Regions from separate parts of the Cricetulus griseus genome. Here region 2 is linked to region 1. The links are chromatin contacts, called in public Micro-C maps. All regions are on one chromosome and are shown on one strand. Each heading gives the region's core, a stretch centred on a gene start, on an enhancer-like site or on the middle of the called end of the contact. The rest is flanking DNA. Distances are from core to core; before and after follow the strand shown. Region 1 overlaps LOC103162023 (a long non-coding RNA gene). Region 2 holds the start of Vamp1 (vesicle-associated membrane protein 1).

Region 1 (5,238 bases), core at 1,339-3,838:
CATCAAAACACACAAACAGCTGGGCATGGTGGTGTGAACCAGTGCTTGGGAGGCGGAGACAGGAAGATAAAGAGTGTAAGGCCATTTGGTCTGTGCAGTAAGACCTACATCGCTAGACCACACAGAGACACCTTTGTGGTGATATTTTGTTTCTGATCTAACAAATAAAGCTTGCCTGAAGATCAGAGAAGCAAGCTAGCCACGCTAGTCAGCCATAGAGGGCAGGCAGTGGTAGGACACACCTTTAATCCCAAGAGCCATACTCCTTAGCCTTAGAAGCTATGGGCAGTGGTGGTGCAGGTTTTTAATCCCAGCACTAGAGAGGAATATAAGGGAGATGGAGACAGGAATGCAGGGCAGTCACAATGAGGACAGAATCAACCCTTTTGGTCTTAGCACTGATAGAGGTGAGAACTCTCTAGTGGCTTGGTTTCTTTGCTTCTCTGATCTACAGATTCCCCCCTAACATCTGTCTCTGGGTTTTTATTATTTGCACTACAGACCTTGTCTTAAAAATAAAAATAAAGTAATCAGGGACTACAGAAATGGCTCAGTGATTAAGAGCACTGGCCACTCTTCCAGAGGAGCTGAGTTCAATTCCCAGCACCTATGTGGCAGCTCACAACTGTCTGTAAATCCAGTTCCAGGGGATCTGACACCCTCACACCAATGCACAAAAAATAAAATTAAATATATATATATATTATATTATATATATATATATATATATATGTTTTTAAATCAACACATACTCACAGCATCCTATCTCTTATTCTAGCCCCTTTCCAGTCTGTCACATTCTTTAGCATGGATGTGCTTGTAGTTTCTCAGCCCTGGTTTCACACTGACTATCCTGAGGTCTTCTGAGGTCTCCACACTGCTGATCCTGGGGTCTCCACACAGCTGATCCTGGGGTCGCCACACTTCTAATCTTGGGGTCTTCACACTTCTGATTCTGGGGTCTCCACACTGCTGATCCTGGGGTCTCCACACAACTGATCCTGGGGTCTTCACACAGCTGATCCTGAGGTCTCCACACTTTTGATTCTGGGGTCTCCACACTACCAATCTTGGGGTCTCCACACTGCTAATCTTGGGGTCTCCACACTGCTGATCCTGGGGTCTCCACACAACTGATCCTGGGGTCTTCACACAGCTGATCCTGGGGTCTCCACACTGCTGATCCTGGGGTCTTCACACAGCTGGTCCTGGGGTCTCCACACTGTTGATCCTGGGGTCTCCACACTGCTGATCCTGGGGTCTTCACACAGCTGATCCTGGGGTCTTCACACAGCTGGTCCTGGGGTCTCCACACTGCTGATCCTGGGGTCTCCACACTGCTGATCCTGGGGTCTCCACACAGCTGATCCTGGGGTCTCCACACAGATGATCCTGGGGTCTCCACACAGCTGATCCTGGGGTCTCCACACAGATGATCCTGGGGCCTCCACACAGATGATCCTGGGGTCTCCACACAGATGATCCTGGGGTCTCCACACTGCTGATCCTGAAGTTCCCACTTTACTACTCGGAACTCTAGGAAAGGTGATAGTTTGTCCCATCTGCCTACTCTCTACCTTGTCCTGCTGCGTTCTTTACTATTTCCCTTCCATTCTGAGTGCTCTGCCTCAGGAACCGTGAGTTCTCACACTGCTCTCAGCCCTGGTGGAGAAGGCAGGAGCTGGGGATTCACTGTCCCAGGGCACATTTACCAGCACTGCACCCTGTACTGCCTATTACCTGACACTTGTTCACATCGCCCTACGAGGAGAGCTTCAGCGCCCATCCACCAGTCCACCCGTCCACTCATCCTCCCCTACCTGTTACGGCAGAGACAGACTCATTCACAGATCTTGAGCAATAAGCCCCGCTAACAAGTGATGGAGCCACAGAATGGTCTCAGGGTGGTGCAAACATTTACCTCAAATGGTCCAGTACCCCTTCAAATCTTTGTCATCTCACTGATCCTTGGGTCTCCCCTAGGACCCCCTCTTCAGCCTCCTCTGGCCTCACCTTGCCTGGGTCTATTATTCTCAACATTCCTTTCTAGGCAATATGTGCTCATGAAAATGCCAATTCTGACCTTACTTTTATGTAAAAGAGGTATCAGTTTTGACATGAGCAAAGTACTTGAATGAACATACCTCCAGGCAGTACACACAAAAGGCTGATAAACACAAAATGTGACAGTAACCGGGTATGGTGGCGCACACCTCTATGTCAGCACTTGGGTCATCCTCAGCTCTACAACTGAGTTTGAGGTCAGCCTACCTTACATAAGGCCCTCAAAAAAAAAAAAGAAAAGAAAAAAAAATCACCACAGCTCTTGCCCCCCATGGGAGTGCCTGTCCCTTCAGAAGCAGCTAGCCAAAATCCTGCAGGAATGAAGGGTCAGGGGCGGCAGACAACAAACTCACACTTCCGCCCAAACTTTCCCAGCCTAAGGAGCCACCGGAAGTGATGGCACTGCGGGAACAATTAGTCAGCCGAGTTCCCCTTCAAGTCACAGAATCTAACTCTCCATCTATGACTTCAGATAAGCTACACAACGAAACCCCAGCAACAGCACACAGGCTGTCATGGCAACACACCCACACCCCTCGCTGTCATCCTGCGCTACAGAGACAACATCTGTCCTCTTCAAAGGCAGCATGCAGCCAGGCCCCATGCTGGCATTCACCTGTCATCTCGTCAGTTGGGTGGGAGAGGCAAGGAATTAAAGGTTATCTTCCACTATACTGTCAGACTGGGGCTAACTGAGACTGCAGGAGAACCTCGCTAAATAAATAAATAAACAACATAAGCAAAGGATAACAAAAACAAAATTAGCTGGATATAGTCTCAGATTTATAGTCAGTGCATAGAACATAAAGATGGGAGAATCAGGTGTTCAAGGTCATTCTTAGCTACAAAATCAATCTGAGGCCATCCTGGACTACATGAGACACTGTCTTTAAAATGAATGAATGAATGAATGAATGAATGCAATAAAACCAGGGAGCCGACACAATGGTGCATGACTTTAATCCTAGCACCCAGGAGGCAGAGGAAGGAGGATCCCTGTGAGTTCAAGGTCAGCCTGATCTACAAAGGACAGCCAGGGCTCTGTTACACAGAGCAACTCTATCTCCAAAAATCAAACCAAAATAAAACTAGAGAGAAAATTCCAAATTCTAGTTTTGATAGCATTAGAAAGATTAAAACCTTACCAAGAAACTAATCAAGTAAACTGTAAGACTTACACAGTGAAAGTCATAAAACATTTAAAGGCATTAGTGAGTATTAAAGGAATCAGAAGATTCGGGTGTCCATGGAGTGAAAGACCTGATCGTGTTACAATAGTAATACCACCAAGTTCCACCTGTGTATCCAAGACAATGCCCATGAAAATTCCAGTCACCTCTTTTTGCAGAAATGAAACTAATGCTAAATTCACCTGGCAATTCAAAAGGCACAAAATAGCCAAAAATATTTTGGAGAGGCCAAAAAGCTGGCTCAGCAGATGAAAACATTTGTCCCCAAGGCTGACAACCTGAGTTTGGTCCCTGGGACCCACAACAGTGGAAAGAGAGCATCAGTTTCTGCAAGTTGTCCTCTGACGGCCACACATGTGCCATGAGACATTCAACCCACACCCAAATGAATCAACAAAACAACGTAAAAAAAAAAAAATGTTATTTCACAGAAGAACAAAAGCAGATGACTCATACTTTCTAGCTTCTTTTTCTTTTGTGAAAGATCTCGCTATAGCTCAGGCTGAACTTTAGCTTACAGTAATCCTCCTGCCTCAGCCTCCTAACTGCTGGGATTATATAGGCATGCACTACCACCCCAGTTTCTACTTCATGATGTCAAAACTTACTGTGAAACTAAGGTAACCAGAACTGTAGAACTGACAGAAAGACGGACGTAGACTAATGGAATAAAACTGGGAGTCCAGAGATCAAACTATATCATCTGATTTCTGTGAGGGTACCAAGACTATTCTGGGTGAAAAGGATAGTTTTTTCTGACTTGAGGCACTGAGACAACTGTGTATCTGCCAGAAGTGGAATGAAGGTTGACTTCTACCTAAGATGCTATTTTTAAAAACTTCTTAAAAACCCCACTTGAGGGTGTCACAAAAGGAGAGCATTTGCCTAGCATGTATGAAGCCACAGGTTCAATCCCTAGCATTTAAGTAAAAGGAAGTTAACTCAAAATAGATCCAAGAGTGAAATACAAGAATTAGAACTAAAAAACCATTAGAAGGAGACAGATGACAACCTCTGTGGCATTGGGTTGGGTGACAGTTTCTTAAGTGCATCACCAAGAGCTTAAGCAACAAAAGGAAAAATAGATAACACGTGACAGGAAAGGGACAGAGAATGAGTGGTAGGAAATACTAATTTGGGGTGTATTGTTGCTATTATTATTATTATTAGTTCGCTTGCTTTCATGTAACATGCATTCATGCTTTGCCTGCATCTGTGTCTTTGTAAAGGTATTGGATCCCCTGAAACTGGAGTTACAGACAGTTGTAAACTGCCATGTGGTTGCTGGGAATTGAACCCAGGTCCTCTGGAAGAGCAGCCAGTGCTCTTAACTGTTAAATCATCTCTCCAGCCTCATGTTTTATTATTATTATTATTATTATTATTATTATTATTATTATTATTAGTGTAGGGAAGGTGGTGTTGGGTGAATACCACAACATGTATGTGAAGGTCGGAGAACAACTTTTGCATTTTTTAAAAAAGATTTATTTATTTCTTATGTACACAGTGTTCTGCCTGCACGTATCCCTGCAGGCCAGAAGAAGGCACCAGATCTCATTACAGATTGTTGTGAGCCACCATGTAGTTGCTGGGAATTGAACTCAGCAACTCTGGAAGAGCAGCCAGTGCTCTCAACCTCTGAGCCATCTCTCCAGCCCAACTTTTGCATTTTTTCCCCCTCTGAGGCAGGGTTTCTCTGTATCCCTGGCTGTCCTGGAACTCACTCTGTAGACCAGGCTGGCCTCAAATTCAGAGAGATCTGCCTGTCTCTGCCTCCCAAGTACTGGGATTACAGGCTTGCGCCACCACCATCTAGCTTTAAGGTTTTTTGTTGTTGTTGTTTTGTTTTTTGTTTGTTTGTTTTGTTTTTTGGAGACAGGGTTTCTCTGTGGCTTTGTGGAGGCTGTCCTGGAACTAGCTCTGTAGACCAGGCTGGTCTCGAACTCACATAGATCCGCCTGCCTCTGCCTCCCGAGTGCTG
Region 2 (5,238 bases), core at 1,777-4,276, 44 kb after region 1:
CACTTAAACCGAAGCCAAGGTTGGATGCAAACAGAGGGCATCTTAGCTCCTCTGCAATCCCAAGTGTTGAGATGTAGCTGAAAGGCATGCAAGATCTCCTAACATTTGGATGAGGGTCACGTGCCATTAGAGATCTTGAGTGGGGCTATCCTGTGATGCAAGCATCCTCTGGCAAATGGCCACAGGGACACATATGCCAGCCTTGATCTAAATGGAATTTGTCTGGCCATTAGAAGCTCTTCACATGAAATAAAATGGAAAAACCCAAGCCAGGAGAAAAGAAATCTGTAGAAAAAACTAAACTGTAAGGACAGCTGAGCTCTGCTTTGAATATAAAAGGGCAAGCTAGTGGCCCTGCTTATGGGACTTGGTTACCAGTTATGTTTCACACTGTAACTGGTACACTACAGCTGCTGCAAAGACAATTTGGAGAATCACCAAAGGCAAAGTCTATACAGACTGAGTGAGCCAGGGATATTTTTTTGGCAAAGAAGATAGGGGTTTCATTTAAATTGAATCTGGGGCCTAAAGCAATTGCATTAATTGTTCAAAGAGCACAGACCATGAGTAAAAATGCTAGAACTCATTCTCAATGTCTATCCAGCATAGATGCTCTGTCCTACCCTTCTTCAGGCTTGGCAGTGTCTCAGGGTAGTCTCCTAGTCCCCTGTCAGAAGAGAAAGCTTGAACTAGGCTACTCCACAGCGTGTAAGGTCTCTATTCTGGTACCACTGAAGACAAACAGTTCTCATGATCTTAGAATGGAATAATGCAGAGTAGATTTGTTTTTGTTTTGATTTAATTTTGGGGAGCGTTGCTGTGCTTTTTGTTTTGTTTTGTTATTTTGAGATAGGTCTGTCCTGTTCCCTAGCTGTCCTGGAACTCTATGTAGACCAAGCTAGCCTAAAACTGAGATCCACCTGCCTCTGCCTCCCAAGTGCTAGGGTTAAAGGCGTGGGCCCATATGCATAGCAAATGTGAGGCCTTTAAGATAACTTCTCTCTGACATTCACCAGCTAACAAGTACCCAGAAACCTATAGAAGGAGATGATATTTTTTCTACTGTGGTGGAGGCTGCACAAGCAAGGTGAAGAGATATCTAAAATTTGATGGAGAATAGAAATTTCTTAAACTCCATAAAACATCCTTGCCAGAGCAGTCCAAGAATAAATAAAGTAGAGGTTAAACCGTCACAGTTATCAAAAAAGTAAACTTCTTGATTAATCACAATAGAATTAATATCTTGGATCTCCTTTTCCATAACTAAGTGAAATTTTCTTCTAGACAAGATGTGATAGCCCCTCAGAGAGGCCATATTAACAGACTACACTGGCTTCTTCCACTTAAAGAGTCGCCTTCCTTCCTAGACATGGAGGAAGGAAAGGAAGACGCAGAGCCACGGGAGCCACAGGACTTGCACTGCTATTGAGCTAGCTAAGCATTCTAGTTCTAGACTGAAGGCAGGGATTTCAATGAGTTGGTAGCAGCTAGTGTTGGAGGGAGTCCAGGATAGTGGCACCAATGACAAGATTAAGGTCAGAGACCTCGTGATTCCCCGCTAGCCATTATGTTTTCTATACCCCCTTCCAGTCATCACACCACCTGGAGTGAGTCAGCTAAGAAGGACCCCCTCCCCAAGTAAAAACAGCTGGCGTCTATGGGCTCACCAAAAACGCAGAATGTTAAAGCCACCGAACCCCAAGAGATAAGATGGAATGTCTGTGAGCTTTTAGAGGGTTCGCTTCACTTACTACTTGTTGGGAGCTAGAAACACCCACGTTAACCTATTCAGGGCGTTACAATCCTTATGTAATACAGGTAAATCCTTCTTAAAAAAAAAAACAAATCATCAAGAGAAGCAACACAAGCTGAGTGTGGTGGCGCACACCTTTAATCCCAGAGCTTGGGAGGCAGGGGCAGGCAGATCTCCGAGTTCTAGGTTAGCCTGGTCTATAGAGGGAGTTCTGGGACAGCCAGGGCTACACAGAGAAAGGCAAACAAGGGAGGGGGGAGGAAGGGAGAGGTGAGAGAGGGAAGGGGAGAGGGGGAGAGGAGGAGGGAGAGAGAGAGAGAGAGTGCACACACACACACACACACACACACACACACAAACACACACACAAATACATCTAGCACCAGTCAAGAGATTCCAGCAATAAATGGAAAGAAAATCCTTATTGTGTGTATGTGATCATGAAGAGAAGTTCTTAATTTATCTAGCCACAGATCTGCAGAAGCGGGTGGTGCTGAAGACAGCTAAGACTAAACTATGTATTTTAGATAAAATGAAGATTTCCCTGTTCTCCCTATTTCTCCTCCAATACTAGGCTAGGACTAGATCACTGGAAAGCACCTTAGCATAAACGGCTGCATAGGATCTCATGCCACTGTCCCCTGAGACTCTGAGCTGCTCACACGGCGCCACAGAACTAGCAAGTAAGTTTCTGCAGCTTTGCGCACAGCCATGAGGCAGGTACATCACACTTTGGGTGAGGGGCATGCACAAACCCGAGTTACGAACGGACAAGGCACCTATAAAAGTCTTCCCAAAGGTTTTAAGAGAGAGACTCTGTCTGTATCTATATCTCCCCCACGTCTTCCCCTATGGGCTTCCACGATACAAAGATGAGAGGAGAGGATGCAATGAACGTGGGACCCCCCGCCCTGCAGAGGAGTGCCAACTGCAGCTGGTGCGGGATGGAGCGCTGCCCGCATCCCGGGGTGGCCCAGTCTGGGGGCGGCGTGAGCTGGTGGTTCCCGGCGTCGCTGCAGCTGCTGCAATGCGCCATTTTCCGTCCCGCAGAGTTGGACACTGCGGAGGGACAGTCGGTAGGAGGTGTCGAGGACCCTAGGCCAGAGTCAACTCACATTTTTCTGACAGAGGAAGCGGAGGTCCGTCTCTCTCTGGAGAATGCAACGGCAACGAGACAGACGGGGAGACGCTGCGGATGAAGCAGACGGAACTGCCGAGCTCCGCCTCACACGCACCACCCGGAACTCTAACTGCAGTGGGACCTACTGCAGGTGCGGCGCCGACTCCCGACTTTATTAGCAGTGGCCCCGCCTCTCGGATGACGTTAAAGTCTCTAGGTCCAATCCACGCGGGTCATGCCCTTCTGGCCCCGCCTCTACAACTATACCAATCACAGTTCTCCTCTCATTCATTCCTACTCCTTCACTGGCCAATACAATAGTGGTTTGTTTGATGTCCAGCTCAGACTCTGCCAGCCAATCGCTGAGCTGGAGGCTCCTGCCACTCTTACTTGCCCACAGCATCTGGCGAAGGGAAACCCAGGTGACCTGACGCTGGAATCTTGGGGGCTGCGGTGGTGGTTCAGCAGTGTGTGCATTTTCATGGCACCCTGGCTAGACGAACGCCCCCTCACTCTCCCTGCCTGAGAACGTAAGGCTAGGTGTCTTTCAGGAAAGCCTCTACTAAATTAAACTTCGTCCCTAAACTGCGACTTCTAGGTTAGCACAGCGACTTAATTAAACCAGTCCAGATATCTGAACTAAATTAGACTTCCCTATTTTCGTGGGGTTTTTATTTTGTATTTTTGATATTTTTCCCTTTCTTTTTCTTCTCCTTTTTTTAAAGATTTTTTCACTTATTTTATGGTGCAAATTTTTGCCTGCATGTATGCATGCCTAGTGTCCTTGGAGACCAGAAGAGGACTTAACCTCTGGAACTTTTATTACAGATGGTTTTGAGTGCATGTAAGTGCTGGGAACCGAACCCTGTGTCAAAGCAGTATGTTCTCAACCGCTGAGCCGTCTCTCTTCCCACCCACTTCCTTTTTACCCCACCTCCAAAAATTTATTAAGCATAATAGATTTTTTCCCTTTGTTTTTGTTTTGACTTGGTTTGGTTTTTGAGACGGTTTCTCTCTGTAGTCCTGGCTATCTTGGAACTCCATCTGTAGACCAGGCTGGCCTCGAACTCACCAAGATCCACCTGCCTCTGCCTCCCAAATGCTGGGATTAAAGGTGTGTGCCACCATGGCCAGGGCGATTTTTCCTTCTTAATATATAAAGAATTCTCTTCTTCTCCCTATAGTATCCCTTTCCTAGACACCTTTACAGATCAACATTATATGCCTCACATCTTAAAAAGCAATTATAAATGTGATGCATTTTCTTAGCCTTAGAAATTTTATTTTGCATTTATTGAAAGCTTGAGTTTGTCTGCAGTGTAAATTCTTATCTCGACCTTGGGCATTCATACAAAGGAAAATAGAAAATGTTAACATAACAATGGAACACGACAACTTCACATTCAGAGGCTTTTTATTTTTTTAACTGAGGCTCTTGTAGTCCATGCTGGTTTCAAACATGATTTGTAGCCAAGAATGACCTTGAAATTCTGGTCCTCCTACTTCCGCTTCCTGAGTGCTGGGACTGCAGACATATACCACCATGCCTGGCTTCTGCAGTGGTTGGGGTCATACTCAGTCCTTTTGCATGGTAGCCAATCACCCTGCCACCTGAGCGACATCCCCATGCCCCAGAGGCTAATTCTCAGTAATTCATATTTTTTACTCAGATGTCCACACGTTAAATCTTTGGTGGTGCAGCATTTCCTAAGAGGCTAAAGATAGCCCTCTCCCCCCTCTGGAATCCTCTTTCAAACCTCTGGCATTCATTTTTCAAGTTCTGATGCTCATGAGCAGGTATGACAAATAAAGTGTGAGTAATACCTGACTAATAGCTACAGCAAAGCATTGCAATTTTATAGATGCCAAAATGACAAAAGAGAGAAAGGAAAAGGGGGACACCCTAGAAACAAGCCTGTGTCCAATCTTGTTACCACGGTACCTATCGAAATACCATAATCACCATACATGACATTTATTTTTCTTTTTAAAAGTCGTTACTTTAAATCCTCTTTGTTTTGTTTATGTTTTTCAAAACAGGGTTTCTCTGTATAGCCCTGGCTGTCCTGAAACTCACTTTGTAAACCAGGCTGGCTTCTAACTCAGAGATCCACCTGCCTCTGCCTTCTGAGTGCTGGCATTAAAGGCATGTGCCACCATGCCTGGCTCTTAGATCTTTTTGCCTCATGGAGGGTATGACCTGGTTTGGTTTTCTGAGATGGATCAGGCCATACTCACACTTCAGCCTTCCAAGTGATGGGATGACACTGACTGGGATTTAAAAATGTGTTCATGAGCTGACAAGAAGTAAACATGGTCCAAAGACCAATGCAAGAGAAAGCTGGTATTCCGAAAGGCAGCTGAA

The links. Hi-C and Micro-C count contacts between places; a contact is called where the count stands out from the background.
Region 2: a Micro-C map of the CHO-K1 cell line shows a contact between it and region 1, with 4 times the contacts expected there. The contact joins the promoter of Vamp1 here to the enhancer-like site in region 1. A contact is called at or near these places in 6 of 8 Hi-C or Micro-C datasets (the CHL-YN cell line, the CHO-K1 cell line, the CHO-S cell line and 2 more).

What each region holds. Positions count from the first base shown.
Region 1 is chr8:21,167,188-21,172,425 of CriGri-PICRH-1.0, forward strand. It overlaps LOC103162023 (a long non-coding RNA gene), which reads right to left. Exons shown (of 4, transcript XR_004770969.1): 4 at 5,186-5,238. Among named protein-coding and RNA genes, the nearest start is that of Cd27, 19 kb to the right of the region's middle. Within about 2 kb of position 2,589, at least 3 of the 6 cell types and tissues checked have open chromatin away from gene starts, as enhancers often do. A contact at or near this core is called in the CHO-K1 cell line, where this site is marked.
Region 2 is chr8:21,210,862-21,216,099 of CriGri-PICRH-1.0, forward strand. It overlaps Vamp1 (vesicle-associated membrane protein 1), which reads right to left and starts at 3,027. Exons shown (of 5, transcript XM_027428314.2): 1 at 2,869-3,027. The coding sequence starts at 2,870.